Regions from separate parts of the Sus scrofa genome. Here regions 1, 3 and 4 are each linked to region 2. Evidence: chromatin contacts called from public HiChIP or PLAC-seq and promoter capture Hi-C data. All regions are on one chromosome and are shown on one strand. The core of a region is the stretch at or near the end of the contact, and the rest is flanking DNA. Distances in the headings are between cores, read along the strand shown. Region 1 holds the start of OGG1 (N-glycosylase/DNA lyase). Region 2 holds the start of EMC3 (ER membrane protein complex subunit 3). Region 3 holds the start of CAMK1 (calcium/calmodulin dependent protein kinase I). Region 4 holds the start of TATDN2 (putative deoxyribonuclease TATDN2).

What was found. Promoter capture Hi-C pulls out the DNA fragments that hold promoters and counts their contacts. HiChIP or PLAC-seq counts read pairs in DNA pulled down with a chosen protein or histone mark.
Region 1: a promoter capture Hi-C map of liver shows a contact between it and region 2, with 4 times the contacts expected there. The contact joins the promoter of OGG1 here to the promoter of EMC3 in region 2. A contact is called at or near these places in 1 of 5 promoter capture datasets (liver), 2 of 47 Hi-C or Micro-C datasets (embryonic fibroblasts and fetal liver) and 2 of 2 datasets of contacts at active chromatin or transcription factors (alveolar macrophages and skeletal muscle).
Region 3: a contact with region 2 is called in an H3K27ac HiChIP or PLAC-seq map of alveolar macrophages. The contact joins the promoter of CAMK1 here to the promoter of EMC3 in region 2. A contact is called at or near these places in 1 of 5 promoter capture datasets (liver), 1 of 47 Hi-C or Micro-C datasets (embryonic fibroblasts) and 2 of 2 datasets of contacts at active chromatin or transcription factors (alveolar macrophages and skeletal muscle).
Region 4: a contact with region 2 is called in an H3K27ac HiChIP or PLAC-seq map of alveolar macrophages. The contact joins the promoter of TATDN2 here to the promoter of EMC3 in region 2. A contact is called at or near these places in 1 of 47 Hi-C or Micro-C datasets (liver) and 1 of 2 datasets of contacts at active chromatin or transcription factors (alveolar macrophages).

Annotation. Positions count from the first base shown.
Region 1 is chr13:66,037,293-66,039,992 of Sscrofa11.1, reverse strand. OGG1 (N-glycosylase/DNA lyase) reads right to left here and starts at 1,324. Exons shown (of 10, transcript XM_001928192.7): 1 at 844-1,324; 2 at 461-568. The coding sequence starts at 567. BRPF1 (peregrin) reads right to left here. Exons shown (of 12, transcript XM_021069303.1): 12 at 2,547-2,700.
Region 2 is chr13:66,240,686-66,243,385 of Sscrofa11.1, reverse strand. EMC3 (ER membrane protein complex subunit 3) reads left to right here and starts at 1,423. Exons shown (of 8, transcript XM_003358517.4): 1 at 1,423-1,782. The coding sequence starts at 1,628. FANCD2 (Fanconi anemia group D2 protein) reads right to left here and starts at 1,435. Exons shown (of 44, transcript XM_021069313.1): 1 at 1,343-1,435.
Region 3 is chr13:66,053,873-66,056,572 of Sscrofa11.1, reverse strand. CAMK1 (calcium/calmodulin dependent protein kinase I) reads left to right here and starts at 1,315. Exons shown (of 14, transcript NM_001190195.2): 1 at 1,315-1,449.
Region 4 is chr13:66,420,131-66,422,830 of Sscrofa11.1, reverse strand. It overlaps TATDN2 (putative deoxyribonuclease TATDN2), which reads right to left and starts at 1,359. Exons shown (of 9, transcript XM_003132363.6): 1 at 624-1,359; 2 at 252-492; 3 at 86-249. The coding sequence starts at 486.

The DNA.
Region 1 (2,700 bases), core at 75-2,574, 200 kb after region 2:
CATTTGATCCTTGCAGCTACACTGCACCCGCAGGCTTATTATCTCCACTTCATAAAGGAGGTAACAGGGTCACCACCCGTGCCTCAGTCTCTCCTTTGTACTCTGAAGTTTCTTCCATCTCCCCCAATGATTCCCCCCCTTTTTTTTTTTCCTTTTGTCTTATTAAGGTCGCGGCGACATATGGAGGTTCCCAGGCCAGGGGTCCAATTGGAGCAGCCAGCCTACGGCCACAGCGACGCCACAGCAACGCCAGATCCAAGCCGCGTCTGAGACCTACACCACAGCTCACGGCAACGCCGGATCCTTAACCCACTGAGCGAGGCCAGGGAATCGAACCTGCAACCTCATGATTCCTAGTTGGTTTCGTTTCCGCTGCACCTCGACGGGAACTCCAAACCCCCAGTGATTCTTTACGTCCCAGGTCTGCAGTGCTTAGAAGCCAAGAGCCAGGGTGACTTACCGGAAGGATTGCCCAGAAGCCAGAACCAGGTCCAGGCGCAGCTCAGAGCGTGGGCAGGGGATGGAGGCCCATAGAGCTGGGACAGAGGCTAGGGTGCGATGCCCCATGCTACGGGGCAGAACGGAGAGAGGGCTAATCTTTCCACTTCAGGCTCTGCCCCGTGATGGTCCTGCCCACTCCATAGCAGCTCTACTTACCACCAAAAGACCACGCCCCTCAAGGCCTCCCCACCAAATCCTGACCTCTAAATTGATTTAAAGCCCCGCTAGTTTCATTTAAATTCCTTCACTCCCCTCAGGCCCGGCCCCTTGCTGGCCACCAAAGCTCCGCCCCTCCCATTCTGTCCTATCTCCTGCCTCTACCCTCCGGCGCATCCTCCTTACATGTCCTCCCCTTGCCCTCCACAGCCTCTGGGCGCGCACCACAGGTCCTCAAGCGGCTGAGACTTTGGGAAGCGCGCGCAGAAGCGCTCTTCCGGTTTCTTAAGGGGCGGACCTCGCTAGCGCCGGAAGTAGGGCTCAAGCCCGGCTAATTGGATCCAGAGGTAGCCAGTCGGCGGAGAGCTAAGAGAGGCCAATGAAAATCGGGCGTGGCGTCGGGTGGGTGGACTTTGCAGCGCCTCAGCGGTTGGCGCGCGCTGGGCTAGCTGCCCGCCCTGGGCTTTTTCTCTGCGCTTGTGCTCGCTCCGCACGCCCGCTGGTTCCGTCCCGACGTCCCGCAGCCCGGTCGCAGAGAGCGCCCTCAGGCCCTAGTCCTCACTGTCCATTCTCCTCAGAGCCCTGGGACTCCTCAGGGTCTGCCTGCCCTCAGAATCAGGTCCTATCCCCTGCCGTCCAAAGATAGCTTTTCTCACCGAGCCTCTCCCTCCTCAGTCCGCCTCCCATGAACCCCCCTTCACCGAGAATCGCGCCAGAATGCAGCTCCGGCTCCGTTGAGCCTCTGAGTGTCTCCACAGCGCCTGGTCCGGAGGATCTGCCCTTGCGCCCGCCGGCTGAGCGGCTTCCCTCGGAGACCTTGTCGCTGAGCATTGACGCTGCAGCCTCAGACCTCCTCACGGGCTTCTTCGTGAGAGATCTAACAACTCTGTCTCAGGACGCAGCAGCTTCTTCCTGCAGATGCAGCCAGCCTGGGGCCTCCTCGGGGACTGGGCCAGGCGGCCCATAGAGGCCACAGGACCACCAAGTGTGTGGTCCCGAGGTAGCCCAGATGCCAGCGCCTTGGACTGGCCCAGGAAGGATGTGTCATGCAACTTCTTCCATTCTGGAAAAAGTTAAAAATCAAGGAGACAAAGAACTGTCTTTGGGTGGTTTTTCCCCTGCGTAGTGATATTTGGTTCCTGCATCTGAATAATGAGCCTGGCAGCTGATCTGTCAGTGTCCACCCACCCACAGAGCCTGGCAGCATCTCCATTGCCCTGCTCAGTAGCTGCAAGGCAGGGACAGCTGCTTGCCTGTAGCCCTCTCACCTGTAGGCAGGCCAGCTCATAGGTGCCCAGACTTGGAGGGCTTTCCTTCAATAAATGTTGAAATCAGAAGAGGTGTCAGGGTTGGGAATGAATGAAGAGTAACCTTTTGCATTCCTGCTCAGTCCGCAGCTAAACAGGGAAGGTCACAGCTATAGCCACTGTAAAGAAGTACTTGGACCATCCAACTGGCAAAGAACTTGAAGCACCTGGAGTCCACTAGAAACAGGCACTAGACTTTTCCAGCAGTTTGGCATGCTGTTTAAAGGGCAAGCATTGCAGAGAGGCAAATCCTACCTCTGTGACTTCCCAGATGTAGGGACTTAGGCAAGTTACTTAATGTTTCTAAACCTCAATGTATGTCTTTGTGGAGATAAGTGCCCTATTAACTTTGCCCAAAGTTACTTCAAGGATTATACAAAACTATCTAAAAGTGCTTCAGCACAGGGTCTACCACTTAGTTAAGTTCATGGAGAACGGGAGCTGTCACATTATTTTTGCTATTGTCTTAACAAATGCAGCAGACACAGCAACAAGCAACCGCTTGGGGCCAATTATTTACCATCCCTGGGGGAGAGAACCTTTTATCCCTTTGCCCTGGCAGAAGGCAAGAACCAAGAATTCCAAACAGACCATTTATTTTCTAAGAATCAATATATTTTCTTCCTTTGAAATAAATACAAACCAGTTTGAAAGGAGAGGGAAATCTATGGGAAGAAGGGAAGTGGGGACAGGCCCCAGGATTTTTAGTACCAAATGACTCTGGCGCGACCCGGAA
Region 2 (2,700 bases), core at 174-2,673:
GAAGAGTGGTCCAGGCAGAGAAAAACTCAACAGAGAAACAGGAAGGAGAATGTAGAGTCAGAAATGAGCCTGCAGAGGTAGAGGAGGGTCTGAACCACAGGGACTACTACTCTATTTTGCAAACCAGAACCTTCCTGTCTCAGTGTTTTTGGATAAGGTGTTCTTTCCAACTGAAATGCTCTTATCTGCCTGTAAATTACTCCACCTCCTTAAAGACTCAGTCAAAAGCCATCTTCCTTGAAGAGTGTTCCTCCTATTCCCAGGGAGTTTACCACTCCAGCTTCCCTGATCCACAGAGATGTGTGGGAGCCCTTACCGCCAGGCTCTTTGAGAGCAAGAACCTAGTGTCACTTATCTCGGTATCCCTTGACCCCAGCACAGCACCTGGCATTAAAAACTTCCAAGAATATTTGCTAAAGGAGAATGGCTGGCAGGAAGGTAACTACTAACAGCTAGCAAAAACTATTTTAAGTGCTTTATGTTTAATACTTCATTTATTCCTCATAAAACTTTTTTTTTTTTTTTTTTTTGGTCTTTTTGCCATTTCTTTGGGCCGCTTCCGCGGCATATGGAGGTTCCCAGGCTAGGGGTCAAATCGGAGCTGTAGCCCCTAGCCTACGCCAGAGCCACGGCAACGCAGGATCCGAGCCGCGTCTGCAACCTACACCACAGCTCACCGGCAACGCCGGATCCTTAACCCACTGAGCAAGGGCAGGGACCGAACCCGCCACCTCATGGTTCCTAGTCGGATTCGTTAACCACTGCGCCACGACGGGAACGCCATAAAACATTTTGAAGTAGATACCATTATTATTCTCACATTGAGTGGCAGAGCTGGGGTTCCAATTTAGCAATCCGGCTCCAGAATTTGACTCTTAACTACCAACTACACGTACTCTTGATTATAATAATGGCTTCCAATAAAAGTTAATATCCGCTACATACCAAGCACCATGCTAAGCGTATTCTTTATCCGTGGCCTCGTTTACTACTTATAAACACTACCAGCCATTCTGCAGACGGAAAAACTAAAGTAAGTCAGGCCGTCTGATTTCTGCGCACACATCTTTAACACGTGCTAACCCATCACGCTTCCAGAAAAGTCTGAAAGCCGAGGAGATAGGGCGGGCTGCCCGGACCAATTCGGTAAATCCCTCCTTATTTCGTCATTTTAACGACGCAGCAAGGTATCTGGGGGTGGGGGGTGGGTACTGGCACGCGACAAAGGAAGCTCAGGTTTGGGGCTCGAAGCCTCAGAGGGAAAAGCCGCGCTCGGCGGGGGCCTTGGGACCAGACCACAGGGCAAGGGACCTCGAGGGACAATGACCGCTGCTCCACTTACCCGCCAAGAAGTCACCGCCCTAGGCTTCGACTTTCCCGCCCCGCACGCCGCCACGCCAACGCCACCGGAGCGCGCCTGGCCGTTACGTCAAACTTCCGCGCCGGAAGTGGGCGGGCCAGTGGCCCGGCCTGGGGGAAGGGAGTGAGGGCCGAGGCTACCGTGGTGGGTCCCCCGCCAAGCTGGTTAAGGGGAGTGAGAAGGCCCGGAGACTAACTCGACGAGAAACCCCGCGCCCCGGGAAAAAGAAACCCGGCTACACCCGCAGGCCGCCGGCGCTCTGTGAAGATGGCGGGGCCTGAGCTACTGCTCGACTCCAACATCCGCCTCTGGGTGGTCCTGCCAATCGTTATTATCACCTTCTTCGTGGGCATGATCCGTCACTACGTGTCCATCCTGCTGCAGAGCGACAAGAAGCTCACCCAGGAACAAGTCTCTGACAGGTTAGCGCCCTCCCTTCTCCGGCGATCCTACTCTCCTATGACCTTGGGCAAGAAAATGTAGGGGTTATGTTAGTTTGCCGGGGTTTCTCATCGCCCCCCCCCACTACCTCAGTGTTCTTTGGCTGTGTGTTTCACTTTCCTCATCTGCAAAAAGAGGATGATAACAGGACATGCCCCATAGAGCAGGCGTGGGGATTAAATTTTAGATGATGTCTATGGAGACTTTATCATAGACTTGGGGCATGGTAGTTGTTCAATAAAATGTTGCTCTTAATATTATTAGGCTAGTGGCCAACCCTCGGTGGTCTTATCTATGAACTCTTAATCAAAAAGATAGGTGTGATTATACTTCTTTTACCAAACTACTGTGGTGGTCAGCTTTCCAAGTGCTTTGCAAATGTAAAACTGTCATAGAGATGTGAGGAGATGTAATTAATCATTTCCCTTCCTGGAGTGGAGACAACATCTTCCTCATGTGCTTCATGACTGTATCTACCTGTGTCAAGAAGTAATTTGAGAGAATTTAGGTGATATCCAGACATGTGTCCACTCCATATCAAATTAAAAAATTTTTCAGTTAATCGTTCTGATTATTTTGAGACCAACTCAGGCGAATGCTACCATGTCTTTAACACTTTCCTATCACATATTAATCACATTTTAACAAAGAGCAAGCCTTAGGTTCAGAACTTTGCCCAGGTAACAATATCTAGCTGAAAGTTAATAATGTTCTTTTGTTTTTATTGCAGTTATGTTAACATTTATTTTCTATGTGTGGCAAACAATACTGGTGTTAAGCCATGTTGCTGGTAATTGAAAGACTTCTAAAACTTATATAAGTAGGAAAAGTTGATATATAAAAAAATATTAAGTTTTTAGTAGTACAACTGCTTGGTAAATAAGACAAAAACCATAATC
Region 3 (2,700 bases), core at 66-2,565, 190 kb after region 2:
CTGTCATATTTTGAACCCCGGTGGTACTCCAGGCACGTCACATCCATTATCCCACAGAATTCTCAGGAAAATTCTGAGTCAGTCATCAATATTCCATATTCCAAATGAAGAAATTGAGGCTAAGAGAGGTAAAGTGTGACTCAGAAAAGTTAGTCTCTAAAGCCTTTCTAGGAACCTCTTCCTCTCTCATTGTAGAATGGGCACAATAACCTGACCACCTTCGGACACAGTCCTGAGGTTAAGACAGGGAAAAGCCAATTGAAAATGAGATTGAGCTAAGCATTGTCCTCTCCCTATCTGCAGCTGTAAAATGCAGGAATTCAAGATTGAGGAGCGGCCATGAGGTGGAGTGGGGGGTCCCCAGAAACGTGCCTCCTCCGGCTGGCTCCAGTCCAGCCCCACCCCTTCTTTCTGGGAGTTGCTCCCTCAGTCCCTTCTCCCCAAGGAAGGCCTTGCTCAAGAGGACACAGACCAGGTCTTTTGGCCCCTTGCCCGCCGCCCCAGAGCGGTTTTGGGCTTCCTCTCCCAACCTGGCCCTGAGCCAAAGGCCGCTGGCGCCAGCCCAGTCACGTGGTCCTCTTTGGCCCGCTTCCACGAGGATCCAGATTTAACTCTCCCCCCTCCCCCTTCCCTCCCCGCCCCAGTCCCTCTGGGCACCACACCCGATCTGGCCCGCAGGTGTAGGGAATTAGAGCATCAGCTCTGCAGGTGTGGAGAATTAGAGCCTTAGCTCTGCCTCAGAGAGGGACCTCAGTTTTCCCGCAAGTCAAATGGGATCCCCACCCTAAGACTGTCTCAATTCTCTTCATCACCTACCCTTGCCTTGTCCTTTCCGAACGGCCCCAGGCCTCCACTCCTCTCAGTCTCTAGAGCTCTTCCCTGGGCCTAATTCCCAGGGGCGGACAGGGGCAGGGAGAGTAGGACAGCGCCCAACCCTAAGGGAGCTCCCAGAACTGGTCTGAAAGAAACTCCTAGAGATAGGGCGAAAATGGCCAGCTTCCGGCATCAGACAGACTTGTGTTCGAATTCGACTCTGCTTCTGACCAACTGACTTTGAGCGCTTCATCTCTCTGTGCCTCAGTTGTTCCTACTGTGAAACGGGGACCCAGCCTGATGACGAAGGATGAAAAGAACCCAGCGGAGGATCTGACCTGCACGAAGGGCGGCCGCTGTTAACTCCTGACCTCTCGCCCCTTTCCCAGCCCGGGAGCGGAGCCTCACCTCCCAGTCCCCAGTCCCTCCGTCGCAGGCTCCTCCTCCACTGACATCAGAGCCGCAGGCGGGCGGAGGGAGCCAGCCGAGTCCGAACCAAGCCCCAGCGAGAGAGCCGGCGGCGGGGCCAGGCGCGCAGCAGCGGCGGGCGGCGGACGGCGGCCAGCGGCCAGCGGCCAGAGCCCAGCACCAGGCACCTCCGGCCTCCCAGCCAGCCCCGCGGCGGGGCAGCCGCAGGTACAAGCCCAAAGCCGCGCCGCCCGACCCTGGGCGCAGCCGCTGGATACCCTCCCCCAAGGATGGAAAGGGGAGCCCGGGCGTGCCGGACTCTAGATGGGCAGGGCCGGGCCTCACTCCCCAACCTCTGCCCCAGGCCCAGCAGGTGCCGGTGGGAAACTGAGTGGGTAAAAGAGGAAGGTGGGGAAGGGATGTGTGTGCGTGCGTGTCTGCCTTCAGCTGGGCCTGAATGTGGAAGGACTGGGCATTTGGAGGTATGGATGTGTTGGGATATGAGAGTGACTTAGCTTTGGCAAGGGGCTTCAGATATGAAGTTGCAGCATGTTGGTGTATAAGGGTATCCGTGCGGATGTCTGGGAGTCAGTGCTTTTGTTGCAGATATATGTCCAGGTGTTGTGGTGTGCTGGTATCCAGCTCAAAAGGGCAGTAAGTCAGAGTTGGGGACGTATACAGTTGTGTGCTGACCATGTTTGGAGTTAGGAGTATAAGGATTTGCAGTTGAAGAGCTTCTAGGATAAAGGTATGAATGAATCTGGGATGTCTGGTATACAGGTGAGTGTGTGTGTCTGCCTGTCTGGGTGTCATCAAGGTGTGTATGGATGTGTGTTTTGGGGTATGAGAGGGATGTTTGGGTGTGAGGATGTCTGGGGGAGTGTGTGTTTGGATGTGTGTGCTGACGTCCGGGTGTACATGTGTGATCAAGTGTCAGAGTAACTGGGGATGGCGTGTGCTGGAGGCAGGTGTTTGGGTTCAGGGGTGTGGGTGGCTTTTGATGTGAAACTGTGAGGTTCATATCTGCCAGGCTTCCAGGTGGGTTTAAAATTCTGCCTCTACAGCTTACCACCAAGTCTCCTTTCCTAGAAGTTTCTGCCCCTTGGGATTGGTGGCCAGGCCCCCTTGGGAACATGTCCCATCCAAAGAGTGGAATCCCACACTAGGAGCTCTAATCAGGGCACCTTCCCCTCATTTTTTCCCATGGAGGAAAAAGAGAAGGAAAGGGCCCTCCCTGAGGACACACAGTACACTGAGCTCTGTTTTGGCTTCACTCTCTGTGGACCTGGGATGGGATTGAGAGGCTGTGTTCTCTGGATGGGTCCTAGTCTGGCTGCAGTGCCTTCCTAGGTCTTTGCCTCCAGCAGTCTTTGCTGGGGCCCAGCTAGGGGTCATTGAGCAACTCTGGATCCAAACCCTATCCATCACCAACCTTCGTCTCCCCATTCTTCATCTGATAAATGGGGAGAGCTCACCCTC
Region 4 (2,700 bases), core at 110-2,609, 180 kb before region 2:
AAACAAACAAAAAAAAGTCCCACCCCCGACATATCAAGCCAAGCGGAAAGAGCTTCAACGTTTGCTAGGCGTTGAGGCCACTTACCTTAAGGCTGCAGGTTTCCTCCTCTAGAGAAGCCATTTCTTCTAGAGAGGGTTTGCCAGGGGAGTCCCCTGACGAAAGGAACCCCTGTGAGCTCCGAATCAGGCCTCCCTTGGAGGCGGCCCCACCCACACCTGGGCCAGAGGAATGGGAGGAGGAAGAAGAGAGGAACTTCTGCGGCGGGATGAGCCCCAGGACAACCTCGGCGAGCAGGCCACATCTTCCTCCTTCTGGGCTTTCAGGCGCTTGGGGCTGCTGGCCCCTCCAGAACGCGCTGCAGAGCTGTGAGTTGGCCGGCTGGAGGGGGCCACATCACTGGGCTCCCGGAGGCAGCTGCGCTTGCGGGAACTCCGCTCCGAAGTGCTGCTCCAGTGGTACTTGACCTTGCGCCGCTCCGACGCCATGGGCACCTGCAAGGTAAAGAGGGGGCTGGAGTCCACCACCAGGCCTGCTGGCAGCCGCTCCTCAGACTCCCGCCATCCCAGGATCCCCTGGGGTAGGGCAAGCCAATTTGTCAGAGCCAGGGTCTGGCCTCACTGACCTTTCCCCCTTCTTTCCACTGCCCATCACAGTTCAAGGCTTCAGAGATGCCAAAGCGCTTCGAATGTGTGCGATTCCAAAGCGCTTCAGAGAATTCCAAATGATCCCAGGATTTACCAAAGGCTTCGTTCGATTCGGTTTCCAAGCCCACAACGTGCTTCCGCGATTACCAAGCGCTTCAGTTTGCACAGAGCTACTTTGCAGATGTCAAAGCGTTTCCGGGACTACGATGGAGCTGGCGATACAAAGCCTTTCAAAGGTGTCAGAGCTCTCCGAAAGGCCACAGGGAGCTGTTAGATCCACACCTGGAGGCCAGACCCGCAGTCCCTAGTCGGGCGCGCGGCCCGGAGGCCCGGAACGCCGAGCACGGGCCGCAGAGCAGGGCGGGACCCGGCGTGCAGTCCGCCCTGCCCCCGCGGCCCCGCCGACCAGCCCCGGGCCGCAAGGGGTTGAGCCGCCCTTCAGAAGCCGGCGGCGTACCAGTCCGCCTGCTTAGGGCGCCCCTGGGCCCGCCCCGCCCCGCCTTTGGTCCCTGCTGCAGCGGCCCAGACGTCGACCCCGCACCCCCCCCCCACGGCCCTGAGGTTTCGCACCGGCCGCCTGCTCGCTGACAGCCTTAGCCCCGCGGGGCTGGCCTTGCTTCTCCGGAGCTCGGACCACACTAGCCTTCGCTGCGTCCGCCTCCCGGAACGAGCCCTACGGCTCGCAGCTCCGGCGTGCGACGGGGGCGGGTCTTGCGCTGAACGAAGAACGCCCATTGCTCAAATGGAAAGAGGCGGGACTCCAAGCAAGACGGAGCTTGCCTGCTGGTCAGGAGGCTGGGAGGCGGGGCCCTACGCCTTACGAAGCTCATTCATTGGTTGGACGCTAGACCCGGCAGGGCCACTCACGTGTGCTGTAAGAGCGCGAAGCTGAGGCTGGGCCGCAGTGTCTCAGGTCTGCCAGCGATGGAGGTAGGGGGCGTTGGCGATCCCGGGTTCTCAGATTGCGGCTCTCTGCTGCTCAACGCTTTCCCTCCGCTTAGCCGGACGCATTCTGATCTGGATGCGCTCGTGAACCGACACCAACCTCATCAGCCCATTTACACAGGAGGAAACTGGCTCAGAGACCAAGTGACAAACCCGGAAAATGAAAGAATTGGAATTAGAAATTAGAAGCCGAGAGAGAGGGAGAAAGCTACCCCTCGCAAAAAAAAAAAAAAAAAAGACAAAGTTAAAAGACAACATACAAACTTGGAAAAATATTGGCAACACATGACAAAGGACTGATGTCCTAAACTACGCTAAAACTCTGGCAAGAAGATAATTTAGTGGGCGAAGGAAATGACCCGATGAACAGAAACAAATCACCAAGGCTAACATGAAAAAATGGCTCATTTAAAAAGTGCAAATAAAATTGTTTTCACTCATTAGATTAGCAATGATCAAAAAGCATGAGAATATCATTTGTAGCTAAGGATGTGGGGCAAAGTGCCCCCATATATCACCAATTGACGGTAAATTGGTGTAACATTTTGGAAGGCGGCCCTGTAGTAGCAAGAATGAAAACAGTATCCGGTGAGTGAGGCTAGTCACATAAATTACAGAATACCCATACAAAAGAATACCCGGCAAAAAGAATGAAGTAATCCAAAAGTACTGTTGAAGAAGATGTGAAAAAACACAGGATCCAGAGCATGAGTGAAAATATCTGTAGAAAAAAAGAAAAAAAATATATATATAATAAATGAGAGAGAAGCGGAGCCTTAAGATAAAAAAATTATTAAATATGTCAGAGTAACCACTGTGTATTTGTATTTCTAACAGCTTTACTGAGATGCAATTTACATAGCATGAAGTTCACTGATATATAATTCTATGGGTAATTTTATGTAATCAGAGTTGTCCAACCAGTACTGTAATCTAATTTTAGAACATTTCGTTACCCTAAAATCTTGTTTTCATTACCACTCCCCTCCAGAAAGCAACTCACACCCACCCCCAAGTACACACACACACTTGGTTTATCTCCATGGCTTTGACTGTTCTAGACATTTCATAAAAATGGAATTATATATAATTGGCTTCTTAGCATTATCT